Linked DNA regions of Oryza sativa: region 2 is linked to region 1. The links are chromatin contacts, called in public HiCAR-type maps. All regions are on one chromosome and are shown on one strand. Each heading gives the region's core, a stretch centred on a gene start, on an enhancer-like site or on the middle of the called end of the contact. The rest is flanking DNA. Distances are from core to core; before and after follow the strand shown. Region 1 has its middle 8.5 kb from the start of LOC107281218. Region 2 holds the start of LOC4341430.

The links. HiCAR-type assays count read pairs that join an accessible place to other places.
Region 2: a HiCAR-type map of leaf shows a contact between it and region 1, with 4 times the contacts expected there. The contact joins the promoter of LOC4341430 here to the enhancer-like site in region 1. A contact is called at or near these places in 8 of 15 Hi-C or Micro-C datasets (leaf, leaf mesophyll, panicle and 2 more) and 1 of 4 datasets of contacts at active chromatin or transcription factors (leaf).

What each region holds. Positions count from the first base shown.
Region 1 is chr6:24,259,789-24,262,315 of ASM3414082v1, reverse strand. It overlaps the pseudogene LOC107281301. Among protein-coding and RNA genes, the nearest start is that of LOC107281218, 8.5 kb to the right of the region's middle. Within about 2 kb of position 1,260, at least 14 of the 15 cell types and tissues checked have open chromatin away from gene starts, as enhancers often do. A contact at or near this core is called in leaf, panicle and seedling, where this site is marked.
Region 2 is chr6:24,299,774-24,302,300 of ASM3414082v1, reverse strand. It overlaps LOC4341430, which reads left to right and starts at 1,265. Exons shown (of 5, transcript XM_015785624.3): 1 at 1,265-1,432; 2 at 1,544-2,527. The coding sequence starts at 1,577.

The sequences.
Region 1 (2,527 bases), core at 11-2,510:
TCTACGACCCCACCACCCACCTCGTCTCCACCCGCCTCGTCGGACTGTCCCCGCACACTCTCCTTCCTAGCCATGTTGCTCGAACCCAACATCACACTACTCATCACCATGGCAATCTACAACCCCAACCCGACCTTCTTCACCTAAGCCATAGGGGACACACCGATCTCACCTACATGGGCACCCACATCAGCGGCATAAAGATCGACCAGGGGAAAAGCTCGAGCTAGAGGAGATGGCAACATGACGACGGTGCTCACCATCCATACCGGCCGCTTCGCCGGTTACATCATGCAGCTTGTCCGCTATGTGATGGCCGTCGGTGGCGCTCAACGCGAGCAAGAGGATCACCGGCATCAAGTCCCCGAATTCCTCGCCTCCGCAGCCGTTGGTAGATGCCTCTTGCTGCTTCGTCATCGTCAATCGAATTTGTTGCTGCCGGAGTGCAGCCAACAGAGGTCGATGGAGGAATGGCTGCCATAGTGCGGCATCGACGAGGCGCGATAGCTCCCATCTCCCGGGCGCGACATAGACTATAGAGGGGATTAGCGGCGGTTGGCCGCCTCAACTCTTCCCTCCCAAGCGACGCGCGGGAGGTGGGAGAGAGGACACGAGGCGAAGGCGGTGACCAGTGGTGCGAACCAGTCGTCGTCTGCCTCAACCTCGCTAATCGTGCCACCCTCGTCCTTAGCTTCCCCGTGCCCACCCGCTCCCATGCCCCCTCTTCTCCTTGCCCTTGTCTTTGATGTCATGGGCCACACTGTCCTCGGCCTCGGCCTCCCCATGCCGAACCTCGACCTCGCTGGCCACATCGTCCTCAGCCTCAGCCTATTGCCAAAGCTTGGACGGATAGAAAGGTGTGCGTCGCCGCCATGCGCTTGGGGGAGAGGTGCAAGAGAAGTTTTGCTTTTATATTTTTTTGTGTGACTTACATGTGGGCCTCACATATTTTTTTTATTCTCTCGTTACTGACTAGGATGACACGTCAGTGAAACCACTCATGCATACTGCCATGGGACCTTCTTTGCACGGTTTTGAACACATAAAGGGTAGAAATTTCTGATATCGGGGATTAGGGATGTCATACAGATTCGACGTAAAATTGAGGGACAGCAAGTGGACTTATTCCGTAAACTAGTAGAAGCCCTTGGCCGAACGAGAATATCACAGTTTGGGCCATTAAAGAAGCCCACTACTGCTGGAATACAAAGCCAGCCATCAATATAACTACTTGGGCCAAACCCAGTTAATTATGTAAGAAAATGTGAACTCCCTATGGGCTCAGATGGGCCATATTTCCTGCACCAAAGCTGATTCATACCCCATGTTTGACTCCTTTGGAAAGTAAGTCCACTTTGACTTCTTCAGTTTCAGGTGCAATCTGATTCATACCCCCTAACCAAATTACCAAATATTTTGACCCATCAACTATTAAACCAGATATTTTGACCCATCATCTATTAAAACCAGTGCAACATAACTCCTTTGGTGGTTTTAAAGGCGGTTTTCATTGACGTGTCGAATTGACTTAGTCTCTGAGTCTGACTTGTCATTACAATAACAAAAATAATAAAAATAGCATGTGGACCCATGGGTCAGGACTGTTTCCTCTCTATATACTCCTTGTTTCTCCTCTTTCTCTATGGTCGGGACGACGACGATGCCAACAAGCTAGAGTGGGCAAGGACGGTCGGCAGTTTCGACGAGCACAGAGCTAGGTGCCAGCGTGGCCCGAGGCGGAGTCCGAGCAGCTGTGATGGCTGATGAGAGGGATCCGCGACGGGGCTTCACCCAAGACAGAGCGACGGCCTCGAGGCACAACGATGGTGCGCCCTCAAGACGGAGCGGCGGCTTACACTGATCTACAGCTCATTGCCCTTGAGGCGCAATGGCAGCACGACTTGAGATGGAGCGGTGGCGGCACGACCTCGAGGGAAGGGAGCTCGTCAATGGCATGACCTGCAGGGTGGTGAGAGGTTGAGGAGATGGCGTGCCGGCATCACTGACAGCGCAATGAAGTAGCTGGAGAAGATGAAGAAGGACCCCATCACCCACTGGATCATAGCATTCCCCTCCACGAAGTCCAGCGCCACCGATGCCGCTGCAAAGCACACCACCACCGACCCCCTTCTCTCCCTCGACCATCTCCGTTCGTCGCTACAATCCCCTAAGTCCGCCCATCGCTAGTCATTGCCGCAATCCACTCCGCCTCCATATCGCCTCGATTCCCTCAGTCCGCCCATCGGCCATCGCCGCTCGCTGCCTGACTGGCTGTTGTGTCGCGTGTTTGCTAGCGGTCCGGCACCGGAGCGTGTCCATGGAGTCGATGGAGAACTTGTGGAGGCGAGCAAACAGTAGAGGGTGTCGATGGTGCTGCTGCCCCAGGGGCGTCGTGTGGGGAAAGGAGAAAAAGGAGAGAATAAAGAGGACATGACACTGACACGTGGGATCCGCATGCTGACTCAGCCATTTTGACTTTAGGTCAACATGCCACGACGGCAAAAACCGATCTCAAAACAGCCGAGGG
Region 2 (2,527 bases), core at 16-2,515, 40 kb before region 1:
CGAGCGGCCGTTCGAGCGGGACAGGCTAGTGGCGGTCGGTGGGAGAGGCGCGCGATGGGTGGAGGCTCGACGGTGGCGGGCGGCAGGAGAGGCACGCGGCGAGTGGGGGCTCGATGGCGACGGGTGATGGGCTCTTGGAGGTTGGCGGGTAGAGGCCCGCAGCGGCCCCTTCCTCTTCCCCTCGCCGCTGCAACCGTGCGCTGCCGTCGGGTCGTCTCGATCTGTGCGTACATCTTGGAGGTGAGGACGATGACAACGCCGCAGCTTCCTGATTCGGTGCAGATCTCGGACCACGTCGCCGCCGCCCCTCCTTTCGTGCTCTCGGTCCCGTCCTGACCTTGGGCAGCCGCTCCTCCCTAAACGCTGACTCCTCCCCGTCCACCATCCTTCCTCGCCAGCCGGTGAGTGCGCGCCCTCCACTTCCTCCCGCCGACCCTTCGCTTCTTTCCTCCTTGTTGAGGTCCACCACCAGCGTCACGCCCTGCAGCGGTCGCTCGTAGAAGCTCGCCGCTGAACCACCCGATGGGGAACACCGCGCAGAGCACGTCGTCCATGTCCACCCCGCACCGCGCACCGACTCCACGAACGGCGGGTGCTTCGGCGGCAGCGCCAGCGTCACGAACTGCTCCTCCAGTGTCAGCGTCGGGAGGGCGGCGCTGCGGTGGACGACGTGAGAGAGGACGGATGCCGAGGAGGCGTTAGCAATGTTGACGCGGAGCTCGTGGGATTCGCCGCCGGCGCGGGCGATGATGAACGCGCAGCGCCACTGCTGCCACCGCCCGCCGCCTGCCGTCGCTCCGCCTGTCACCCCCTTTGCGTCGCCGCTCGTCCTTCTCCTTTGCCGTGTAGGGGAGAGAGAGGGGGGATAGAGAGAAGAGGGAGGCTGACATGTGGGACCACATGGGTCCCATAGTTTTTTATTATTTTCCCAAGATCCAATTGCCACATAAACTTCACGTCAATACCACGTGGGATGAGGTCCTAGTCAAAGGGAGCCACGTGATCTAAAACTGGGCATAATACTGCCGAGGGACCTCTTTTATATGGTTTTGTAAGTTGAGGGACCCGTCGTACCCGATTTTGTGATTAATGGATGAAAATTAGAGAGAGACCTGAAGTGAACTTATTCCTTTTCTTCCTTATCTCTGAATTCTGAAATCTGGCCGCCTGGTCGGTCAGGTCACGCCACGCGTGCGAGTACGACGCATCGCAACTCGCAGTCGCCGCCGCCCTCCTCCCAACCCGCGCGGCGCCGCTCGCTCGCGCAGTCCATCGAGCCGCAACAAAAGCGGAAATAAATCCCCCACAAACCCTACCCTTCTCTCCCCTCCACTCCCCCACCTCCGCGCCTCTCTCCGCCGTGTTCCTCCCGCCCGCCGCCGCCTTCCCGCCGGACCTAGCTCCTCCCCCGCCGTCCTCGACCTCACCGGAGGTGAGCCCCCCTCCCCCCCGGGAACCCGCATTGCGGTTTGACGTCGAGTAGGTAGGGTTTTATCTGCGTGCGAACGTGTGCTGATGTAACCCTAGTTTTGGATCCCCCTAGGTGGCGTGGTGCGGGAACGGGCAGGGCGCCGTGATGGAGATCCCCAAGCAGGGGCAGCCGCCGCGGGTGGCGGGGACGCCGCCGACATTGCCTGGGGCGATTACCCACACTACGCAGGTTGGGTACCCGGCCGTGTTCTACAATGGCAACTGGGGCGCGCAGGTGCCGGCCAGCAGCTACCTGATCGTGCCCATGAGCGAGCCGCCGGCGCAGGTTGGTGTGCCCAGGCCCAACGCGCTGGGCCTCTCCGGGTCCGGGGCCAGGCCGTTGAGTAGGGTGTCGCTTAGGCCGCCGCAACAGGTGCTGAGTGTCCAGACAGCTTTGCCTGGTATGGCCGCGATGATGCCATCGCCGTCTATGATAGCAGGTAAGAAGATGGCAGCGTCGCCGAAGGTTCAGATGCTGAAGTCTGTGCCCTTTCGGTCTGCTGGTAGCAAGCGTCCTGCGCAGGAACTGCTGCCCAAGGCACAGCCGCAATTATTTGAGTCCGTGAGATCAAAGTTCAGAGAGACTCTGGCTGCTGCCCTGAATATGGATTCTGACCAACAGTGTGCCCCGCAATCCGTTGAAACCGTGTCACATGTTGGATCTGCTAGCGAGAACAAGCAAGCCGATGGTGCTGGTATTGATTCTGTCACAGAGACTAGTGCTTTGAAAAGCGGGCAACATAACATGTTAAGTAGCAATTCGGCATCAAACATGTCGATCAAGGTGAGTGATGATATGCAGCAGCAATCAATACATGTTCCTTTGGAAAATAAAGTACTGGATAACAATTCTTGCACTTTAGATGAGCTTCTGCAAGGCCATGGACTTTGCTGGTCTTCTGACGTTGTTGGAGCTTCTGAAACTATTTCTCAATCCGATCCAGACAGAGTCAGAAAATCTGATATTGATGAAGGTGTTGATGTATCTCTGATTGAGCATGAGTCTAAAAGAATAAAGACTGATGATGGGGCAGCAGAAGAAAAGAAGAGTGTAACC